Regions from separate parts of the Mus musculus genome. Here region 1 is linked to region 2. Evidence: chromatin contacts called from public Hi-C data. All regions are on one chromosome and are shown on one strand. The core of a region is the stretch at or near the end of the contact, and the rest is flanking DNA. Distances in the headings are between cores, read along the strand shown.

Region 1 (5,575 bases), core at 856-3,355, 45 kb before region 2:
TATCTACACAGGAAAGGCTCTCAAGGCAATGGATAATACAATACAAAAAGAAAAAAGAAGAAACCTGCCAAGATTTGAAACAATGTTGAACAGAGCACAAGGCGGACCATCAGCCCAGGGGTCCAGCCCACTCACCGGGTGGAGGATGGTACCCAGAAGGTTCTGATTGTGGCAGCTCTCCAGAATGATCTGAACATCTCTCTGAAGCAGTCGAGACTCGGTGAAAAACTTGGCTTCTGCAGCGAAGGGCTCCGGCGTTTCACTCCCATCTGTTTCCCGACGGAAGGTTGGGCACTAAAGGACAGTAAGGACAGTGAGGAGTGATGAGGTGAGAGCCAGTGACCCCACCCACATCAGGCTTCCAAGGGGCATGAGGGCCACAGCCTGAACTCAGAGTTCGAAAAGCTGCTCTTCTGACCATCTTTAAAACACCAGAGCAATCAAGCTCTGTGTTAAAGACAAATGAAACACAGCACGCGGAGCAGTTTACTTTCCTTTAAAATGGTCCCTTTACCAACAGACAATTCGGCAATACCTTGCTTTCCACCCCTGATTCTTTAGAACACACATGGATAGGTGGACATGAACTCAATTCATATCTACAAAGCTTCAGAGCCACTCAGACCTCCTTCTCTTTATTCCTAGCTTCATGTCTTAAGGTCTCTTTGGTGCCCCAAACCAAACAGGCCTTGATTACTTTAAATCTAATAGAACTGTCTCACTATGAAGCTTAAACCAAAATAAATATGAAATAGTCTAGCCAATGACTCCTAGAACAAAATATATATATTCCCCAAGTAAAGAAATCTGCCCATCAACAAACACTCCACAAACCCCAAACCCACTGTGCAGCTGAGTGTGTGGTCTAACCTTAATCCCTGAGAGCATGACGGTGACAAGGTGGTGACCTGGAAGGAGCAGGGCCCGGACCACACTGCCGTCTCGAACATGCTCAATGATAGCTGAATGATAGAACAAACATTTTTTGACCATTAGAGAAAGTTGGTCCAGGATTACACAATGCCCAACCTACTGCATCTAACCCATCTCCTGCCCAAAAGCCTGAGAAGCCTCCCTCACAGAAACAGAAACGCACTGGCTAAAGAGCAAAGCTCACATGGTGAGTCCAGGAGAACACAGGTCAAACCTGCTTCTCACTTCTGAACCTCCTGAGACCTCCTGCACCTCTACTCTCCAAAACCTAGAATGCTCACCAAAGACCCAATAACCCTCACTGGCCTTGCTTAGATTCTTCTAAATCTGTAGTCAGTAAGAGACCCAAGGAGCAAAACTGCATAGCATATAAATATGTCATATGTTTATATGTGTGTGAAATGTGTTTCTCCCTTCAGTTTTCAGCATTAGTCTAAGCAGCCTTGAGAGAACAAAAAGTACACAGTGTGCCAAACACTAACAGTTTATGATGAGCAGGAGTACAGGGCTAGCCTCAGCAACACACAGCTGTAGTAAGCTTTGTGAACCAATTCAAAGCCCCTTCTAAAACGTCACCATGTTCTTTAACCCTTACGGATTCCCTTTGGATACTAAGTAAGCAAAAGAAAGACTCACTGGATCTTATAAACCCCGAGAATCAAAGAGAGCAAACAGAAAGAAATCACCCTGACTGAGTCTGTCAGCCTTTTCCTGCCATCCTCACCATTGACTGGCTTCTGGTGGTGTGAGTCCACAAAGTGCCTTGGGTTCTCAATGGTGTACTTGAGGTCCCGGATGGTGTGTGAACCGTTGCCCTCACTCCACATCCCTTTCTTCGATGCCTTTGCTTGTTCCTCGCATTCTGAAAGCCGGTTCTGCTCTGGGCTGGGACATGAAAGGCAAACAAATTGTGGTTAGTGGTTCACAAACAGAGCTATGGAGCTCCTTGCCAGTTGGTTTCTTCAGTATCTTCTCCCCTAAAAGAGACCAAGGCATTTATTTAACCAGAAAAAATCACCAGAGGTACAAATTTACAAATTCCAAATTTGTTCCTTCAAAGGACAGATGAAATTCTAAGAGCATTTAATGAGAGGCTCTACAGAACATGCAGTACTTCTGCCAGAGAGTAGAATAGAACAAGTTAACGGCTCCAAGGGGAGCCACTCCAGGGGGTACAAATGCATTTAAGCATCCCAGATTCCAGAAGGCAGGCCCTGCTCAGCAGGGACAGTGCAGGGAAGGTGACTAAGAACCACCCTTAAGGCCTTCTCCATCCACAAGAGGGATGGGGGCAGCTGCAGGACACAGTGCTGTCAGATAATAGTGGCTCAAAATTGTTTAGACACGGAACAAGGCCAGCTAGACAACAGGCAGTTTGAAAATAAAGCCTCCTCCTCGTCTTATGATGTGTCTGAAGACAGCGACAGCTACAGAAGCCTCTTCCTCTACTATGGAAACCAATAGTAGAACCACCCAAAAGGAAAAGATAAAAGCAACAATTACTTCTTAAGGGGGAAAGACTTAGTACAGAAATGACCACACACCCTCCCATCTGAGCTAAAGGTAGGAAGCAGGGAACTACAAGGTTGTTCTCTGCAGGATTCCTGAGACCATCCACCGCCATCCATACACTGAATTTCTTATCCTGGTCTCTAGGAATTTCTGTCTAAGCAAGCCTCACCTAACATTTTCCAAGCTGGAAGTTTCTTGTCCTCTCTTTCTTCTCTTCACCCAAAACATAACTAAAAAACTCAGAGATGTCCACTTCACAGTTAAGTAAGATTACTGAGACTCTGGGGGTGGCATAAGTAGGAGCAAACAAAACCACTACAAGAGGCAGCTTTAGGTCTAGTGGGATTGGTACTTGTTCCAGTAGAAGCAAGACAAAATGGTTAAAGGGTTTTGGTTTTGTTTTGTTTTTTATTCCACTTGCAAACTGAATTCAAAAAATAAATAAATAAAAAAAACACTGCAACAGTAATCATGCCAGTAATTGTCCTTAAGTTAGAACTGTGGCGTGCTTCCAAAAACACCACCTAAAACAAATGTCTTAATTCAACCAATTCCCACAGGCACACAACAACAATTACAGAGTCCAACAAAAGTCTCCTTACAATCAGACAGGACCGCAGGTAAACAGTGAGTGACCTGGCCCCAGAGCCTCAGAGGACAGAAAGAAGGCAAAAAGTACAACTGAGCCTTTGGCTCATTCTCATCAAGTGTACACGTGATGCAAATATTTATTCAAAGCTTTTCTTCAGCTACTGCAGTTACAACATACCAAGGACTTAATGGTTTAAACAGCATGCTTATAGCCTCCAAATTACTGATGGAGAATATCACTTTTCAGAGTCTAAAGTGTTAATTAAAGTCAGCTGCAATTCACCCTATTGAGAATACTAGTAAACTTGAACATGATTATGTACTAGAAGCCTAACATATATGTCTTCTAACAAGTTCACACTACCATTGGCTAGACAAATATATTTTATCTATTAATGAAATATCTACAGATTCAAGAGCACAGGCTTAGAAAAGAAAGGTTTTACTAATCTTCAAATCCAAGAAATTGTAGCTCTGTCAATTAAACAGATTCAAAGCAGAATCTTTCCTTCTCCTTTTTTCACTGCCGTTTTCCTTACACCTGACACGACGTCAGATCTTATCAGCATCACACCTTTTCGTTGTCTGTCTCCCACTAAAATGCTAGCCCAGCCTAAGTCTACTTACTGCTAAATTCTCTGAATGGAATAGCGAGTGATACACAGTTGAGGCTCAATAAATATTTGGGTTGGCTGGCTTGGAAATAGTCTGGAATTGCATACCTATGGCCTAAAACCCAATAATTCATGAATGAATATAAACAAATAAATGAATAAATGAATAAATAAATAAATAAATGGCTGCCTGGTCTCCAGGTCTGTTTTTAAAGGGGTATACATAAGTCAAATACCATTGAGAAATGTTAAGTGATCTCCTGACTCAAAACAATCCATGAGCAACATCTTGGAAGAAACTAAAGCGCCTGAACTGAAGCTATGCATTTTGTAAGAGAGAACGGAAATAACATGAAACAAAATAGCTTATTGGGCTCCCAACCTCTTGGTGCCCCAAGAGAAGTTGCATGCTTACTTGTTGGCTCTCATGCCTTCTCTCCGGGTGGCCAAGCCTTCTGCAACTAGCGACTCTGCAATGTTTTCCCCATTAGTATCTGAGGGAGAAAATTAACCACATTAGTATCTGAGGAAGGAAATGAACCACAGGAGCCAAACCTGCCTCTGCCAGCAACAGCACAGAGGAAGGACCATTTTCATCCTCGCTTTTCAGGATGGGGAAGCTGTGGCAGAGATGTAGCACTGAGATTCTCAGGAAACTCCCAAAACATCTAGTCTCCAGGATACTCTTTCTTCCCAGGACTCTGTTTTTAATTTTCTAGAGATTTCTATGCCAAAAGCAATCTTGGGAACTACGGGAGACTGACATGCATGGCAGGTAGCTCCGCAGAGTGATGAGACCCTATTACTGCTTGGAAAAGTTCTCTCAGAATCCTGTCTTCCCCTCAAAAGCAGGGCCTGCACTTGCCCCACTGGTTCTTGTGAGAATGAAGTAATGCAAATCACCAACACAGTGCAAGGCAGGAGTTAGGAAGATGCGGATAAACGCACTCAGCGCAGCCATCACACAGACACCAGAAAGTCCAATTCCTCTCCATGGCACATTCTAGACTCCAAAGGACACCAAGACTTAAGACTAAGAAGACACCCAGTTTAAGACTGACTAAGAGGGCAGTGTCTAGGTTTTTTCCACAGAGCAGCCAACAGAACAAGCAAGAAAAGGATGATAAACATAGAACTTAACCTGATTAAGGCTCCTCCTGAGTACCCGAGACATTAATTGCACAGCCATTCTACTGAAAAGACTTTTAGTCTCAGTATGGCTCTTCAATCTTTGTCAGCTAAAACGATAAAGGAAGACATCTTTGCAGTTATCACTGCATAAAAACCTTTACTATGGCAGAGAGCAAGCTCCCAGATAGACTATAATGGAATGCTCTGGTTGATAGGTAACATTAGCATAGAGTTTTATTCTGGAAGAGTTTACCTGGCACATTAACTCCATCCTTACTTCCTCAAGCACTAACAAGCCCATGTGCATACATACACACACATGCACACACCTCTAATGCCTGGCCACCCGAAGACTCAATTCTCAACAAAGGCAAACTGCATACTTCTTTCTCTCCCAAGAAATGTTTAGGGCAAGGTTTATATAAAGGGCTCTCATGTTCTGCAGCTAAGCCCCTGGTCCTTTGCCCTGAGGTTCCTGTTGAATTCAAACATAGATTTCATTAATATTAGTAAATACTATAATGGTTCCCTCAAAAAATAAGACTTCTAAGGTGGAAAGTCAAGCCAAAAGATGCTACAATGAGGAAAAGTTGAGTACTGAGATGCAAAAAAGTCAGAAGAGAGAAAAGAAGCCCAGGCCCACTATCAACAAAACTCTCACAAAGTGTTACAGAGCACCCTGAAATGCTGAACCGTTTAGGAAGTGAGTTCTCAAAGGGAGTGGTAGTTAATATTCATCGGCAATTGGTGATTCAACCAGATGTGGAATCACCCAGGAGCCACAACTCCAGGTG
Region 2 (5,366 bases), core at 2,100-4,599:
CCCCAATCCAGTCAGCGCACACAGCCACTGGCTCAACAGTCACTGTTTTAAGTGCTAGTTTAAAAGAGTCTTTTAAACTTAGATCTCAGAGACCAGAAGAGATAGACTATAGTCCCACAACACCAGAGAGAGAGAGAGAAGGAGAGTCAGAGGGAGAGAGAAAACTATTCCTTCTCACTGCAAAGTCTCCACCTTCAACCATTTCTGACCCTCAGATCAACCCAGTCCACAGTAAGATGAATGCTCCACTCAAAAGCACATCTTTGCTTATTCGGTGTTCCAATTTCTTCACCCTTCCAAATGGCAAAAGAAAGCAGCACCCGCTTTCTAACTTATCAACCTGCTTCTTGCTCTCTTTCCTGGAAACAAGCTCCACCCTCCTGTGCAGATTTCTCACAAAGCAGCTCCTAAATACCACTGGAAATGACTACTCTCCAGGAAAATACAACTTTGCTTAGTGGAAGAGCTTCAGGGAGCAGTCTGCCATTGGTCAATTCTTCATTCCAGACAAGGCTCCTAAGCCTGGCACAAATCTGCTGCGGGAACTCACCCACCCAACCCCTGCAATGTGGTCAGGTCATGTGGCAGTCCATGCCTGCTACAGACTGCTCAAATCACTGACTCTTAAAGACCATACAACAAAACACCCCTAAGCACATAGCAACCATAAGCACCAAATGAAGTCACACAACCACGACAGCAGCAACCAACAAGTCATGGAACAGCATCTAATCTTTTCTCAACCCAATTACAGTCAGCTTCACTTGTAATTTGTGGTCTTGCATCACTGGCCCCACCCTTTATGCCAGAAAGTCATACCCCGGAGTCATAGACTCGGAGGCCTCACAGCATGGTTTACACTGGTGTGTGTGGTGGCAGGCAGCCCTGGGTTCAAGTTTCAGCTCTACTTCTTCTTACTAATAAAAAGGTACCTGTCTGGGTAAGTTAGCCTATCAAAACCTCAGCTTAGACATCACTTTCTAGATGAGATAATATATAGAGAGAACCCACTTGAAAATGTGACAGTGACCGCTGATAATACAGTCTCCTCAGGGGATTGTTATCCGTGAAAAGGAAGTCACCTCAGAGAACCCAGATACCCTGGAGGCTTCCTATAGCCTCTTTCCTACAAAAGAGACCTTTAAGAAAAAGTCAAGCCCTAGCAAGAAAACTAAAAAAAAAAAAAAAAATTACTGCAGGCCAGTAACACCACACCAGACAGCTAAGTGACACTCTGTTCCTATAATGAAGAGAAGACTGGTACCAATGAAAAGGGCAAGGAAAGAGGAAGCAGTTCAGGAAAATCCTTTCAAGAGTCAAAATTTCAGAGAGAAAACACGGACCCTGGAAACTCCCTACTCATTGAATCTAATGAATTCTGACTGTCTAGATATAAATAGAAAGGCAAAAGGGCAATATTGAATATCTCAAGAACCTCACACACAAGCGGCAGAATATTCATGTTCAAGAGTGTGCATGTGGAGCAGGGGAGATGGCTCAGCATTAAGAGTACAGACTGTTCTTCCAGAGGTCCTGAGTTCAAATCCCAGCAACCACAGGGTGGCTCACAACCATCTGTAATGGGATCCAATGCCCTCTTCTGGTGTGTGTGAAAAGAGTGACAGTGTGATCACATTAAATAATTAAAAAGGGTGTCCATGTGTGCACACATATGTGGGTGCCTGATAGGGAACCTGTGCCTGAACACCCATGCAGAGGGCCAAAGATGCTGGAGCACAGGAAAGCATCCATATCAGTGCCTTCCTCTACTGCTCTTCACCCACTTGAGAAAAGGTCTCTCTCTCTCAATGCACCCGAAGCCTGATATTTTTAGCTAGGCTGGTGGAACAGCAAAAGCCCAGGGTCCACCAGCGCCACGTGCAGCACAAAGGTTCCAGGCAGTGGAACAGCCACGTCCAGCTTTAATGTGTGCCGTGAAGATGCGAACCGGGGTCCTCAGGACTGAGCAGCAAGCACCTGTATCCACTGAGCCATCTCCCCGGATCCCCCTGCAGAGTATATTAATCCTGAGAAAGACAACAGGGACAGCAAAAACAAAAAAAGTTTCAAAAACTGGCTCTCTGGGGAAACTGTCTTCCACTCTGGAGAGAAAAGTCGTTGGAGTTACAATATGAAAAGCAATCGAAAAGATCACAGCCATCTTAAACAGAAAAATCTGTTAACAAACGAGAAATGTCAGACCTCAAGATGTGGGAGGAAAAAAAGGAGAAACAATATAAGAAATAGAACAGAACTTATGCTACAAAATTAGTGTGGAAGTGGAGGTGATGGAATTCAAAATTCCGAATAAAGAAAGCAAAGGTAAGTGAGCAGGATCTATAATAAGAACCCTACACAGGGAATCAGAACACCTGGACTCTTATTATTGGCTCCACTCCAAACCGCCATGTGCCCTTAAGGCAAGTTAGTTACTCTCTTTAAAAACAGGCTCCTTGTCCTTAAGAAGTGAAGAAATGCTACTTAGTATAAGATCCCTGCCAGGCTAAATTTTTAATTTAAAAATACACGAAAATCAGGAGCTTCCAGGCCTAGAAACTAGACATTGAGATAAAAGGGGGAAAGAGTTGAGAAAACTTTGGGTGAATAAGTGAGTCAGTGGACAGAGACAAGCTTCGTGACAGCCAAGCACTCCCGGGGTTCCAGGAAAAGATGTCCGGATCTAGAGAAACTGCGAACTAATCGGCATATGTCAAAATGGACAGAAAGAGGGGGATGGGAGTAACTATCCGTGAACTATCTCCGTTAATGAACCGGTAATAGACCTGCTTCTGGTAAACAGGTAGGGGCTCCGAAAGCCGCGACCCACGAAAATCACAGCGAGCGAATCATGGACAGGTTGCCCGGGAGGCAAAAGTCAAGATAAGTTCGTTCTCGGGTTCTGCCTGGTGAAGATTCGGAGAGTAGGTGGAGAGTGAGGAAGGGGCAGAGGAAAAGCAAACTGAGACCATGCAGGCTGACGGGAGAGAAGGAAGTCAATGCCTGGCTCCTGCTCCAAAGCAGCAGAGGGGTCCGGGTCCAGGGTCCCGCTCTCACCATCTTGACGATGCCCCGCTGCACGGTGGGGACCGCGGGTCCCCCGGAGGAGCCGCTGCTCTGCGCGGAGGAGGCCATGTGTGGAGCTGGAAAGGCAGCGAGTGGGGCGGCCGGCCGGACTGGAAGTGTCAGGGTGGGTGTCGGCGCTTGCAGCGACAAGGAGCAGGCAGGCGACAGGCTACCGTCGGTGGGCTGGACAGAAGCGCCAGGCGCACACTAGAACACCAGCGGGACTGGGAGCAAAAGAGGAGACGCGATCTCCGCCGCCGCCACACGTTCTACTCGCCGCGCAAGCGTGCCAGAGCGCCACCGCCCTCTAGCCAATTAGCGTCCAGAACCCGCTGGAACTCAAGCCAATAGGCACTCTCTTTATGAAGCTCCGCCCTTTGGTCCCAAAACGGGTGCGGAGCTCCAGGAAGCGCTGAAAGAGCTGATTTGCGGTGACGGGATGGTTTTGAGGCGGGACTTCCGGGGAAGTCTTGAGAAGGTGGTGTCGGGAGGTGTAGTGGGAAGGAAAGGACACGTCAGCATCTGGCAGTGGTGCGCGGGGAGCCATGGGAGCCCCGAAGGCGGGGCGGGCCTCGCCCTCCAGCGGAGGTTCTGCTCCTGCCCCGCCCCTCAAGCGGCAAAGCGCCCACGTGTACGGAGCTGGACACCGGAACTGGACGACAAGGGCCTGGGGCCGTCCCAAAGGAACCTTACTGCTCTCAGAGTTCTGACGTTTCACCTCCGCAAAGCAGAGGAAACTTTTGAAAGTCGCCGCCATTGGGTAACCTGCTGATGTTAGTCTTGACCCGGAATGTGGCCGCGAATCTCCCGGTGGTCCGGAGTATCACTGGGGTTTAGTGCTTGTGAGTTCCGCTCATGTTTGTTGATGGAAGCAATAAGCATCTCTTAGAGGATGACTCGTCCTGCACACTGAGAATAGCCTCGTTTTTCGGCTCCTTCCCTCCTGCTCCAACTGAGGTTAGGAAAAACCTTGGGATTTGCCATCCCAGGGCTGAGCGGGAGACAGTCCTAACTCACTGCTAATCTCAGCTCGAGGTGGATCAGGAAAGCCATATTCAAGTGGATATTCAGGGAGAATTTATGGTCTTGGAGTGCCCCGTTTTAGAGCACAGGTTCTTGTATGTATTATTTAATAATAAAACCTGGACCTACGCTAAAGACACTACTTCCACTATAGCCTGTTTTAAGAAGTTTGAGTAGTCACGCATGTCTCAAATCAGGGTCAAGTTTTGGGGTCAGCATCTTCCTATAGCTCCAAAGCCAAGTCTGTACCACGAATTCACCCTATTCAAAAGAGAAAACGGATCTTTATAGATAGATACACACACACACACACACATATATAAAACAATTTTGAGGGGTTGCCCAGTACACTGGTAGCTCAGCTCTAAGACCTCATCTTTAGTGAATTTGACCTTTGCAACAGTGTAGCCACTCTCTCCAGGATAGTTGAAGCAGTTGAAACTAATTCCAAACATCTCATTTTCTGATCATAGTTACTGTCCTTTCCCCCCTACTCAGCCAGTTAATTCTCTTTTGCTTGTACTAATTTTCTATTTCTACACAACCATTGATCCTACTAGTCAGTCCTAACAACCAAATTACGTGGAGCATGAACATGCACAGTATACACTGCCTGTTAAATACTTTTTCCCTGAAGAATATGTTAGTCCTTAAGACAAGCCTACAAAGTCCATATGATCTGTTTCTTCAAAGGAGAGCATTGATGTTTTGTTTTCTGTCTGTTTATTTTTAAGTGAATAGGAATCTCAAAGGGCTCCAACAGGTAAAGTTGATTGCATTGCAAGGTAGATAACCCGAGTTCAGTCCCTGGGACCCACATGGTGGAGGAAGAAAACCAAGTCCTGCAAGCTATCCTCTGACCTCTCAGGCAAACTGTGACATGTGATGCTTGCATACACACACAGATATATATAACATATACATAAAAAATGTAGTTTGAAAAAAAATCTAGTGAGCAGTGCTAGGTCAGTATCTTAAGGGACAGAGTCAAGATATGAACTCAACTGTCTACCATAAATAATCTTATCTTAGGCCTCTACCTGCTTCTCTGGTAGACAAACCTACCTCATCCTCTGCCAAGTCTATAGAATCCATAACCTAGACAAAGATGTTTAATTCTCTAACAAGCTTCCCATGGGGGGGGGGGGGGGAATGCAGTGGACACTGCTGTGCAAGAGCCTTCTGTGTCCACTGTTCAGCTGTCTCCCATTTCGGTCCTCCAGACCACTAGTCCGCTGTTCTTACCATAAGGCACTTTCTAATCATGCCAGTCCCTCAAC

Evidence for each region. A called contact is a pair of places that touch in the nucleus more often than the background predicts.
Region 1: a Hi-C map of muscle stem cells shows a contact between it and region 2, with 2.2 times the contacts expected there. The contact joins the enhancer-like site here to the promoter of Snd1 in region 2. A contact is called at or near these places in 1 of 39 promoter capture datasets (the HPC-7 cell line), 12 of 484 Hi-C or Micro-C datasets (the G1E-ER4 cell line, the HPC-5 cell line, the HPC-7 cell line and 9 more), 8 of 115 datasets of contacts at active chromatin or transcription factors (the HPC-7 cell line, the SCID.adh cell line, bone marrow-derived macrophages and 3 more) and 2 of 9 other capture datasets (adipose tissue and embryonic stem cells).

What each region holds. Positions count from the first base shown.
Region 1 is chr6:28,522,296-28,527,870 of GRCm38.p6, reverse strand. It overlaps Snd1 (staphylococcal nuclease and tudor domain containing 1), which reads right to left. Exons shown (of 24, transcript NM_019776.2): 4 at 4,066-4,144; 5 at 1,658-1,818; 6 at 871-962; 7 at 136-294. Among named protein-coding and RNA genes, the nearest start is that of Snd1, 45 kb to the right of the region's middle. Within about 2 kb of position 2,105, at least 7 of the 459 cell types and tissues checked have an H3K27ac peak or open chromatin away from gene starts, as enhancers often do. A contact at or near this core is called in muscle stem cells, where this site is marked.
Region 2 is chr6:28,478,331-28,483,696 of GRCm38.p6, reverse strand. Snd1 (staphylococcal nuclease and tudor domain containing 1) reads right to left here and starts at 3,349. Exons shown (of 24, transcript NM_019776.2): 1 at 3,055-3,349. The coding sequence starts at 3,132.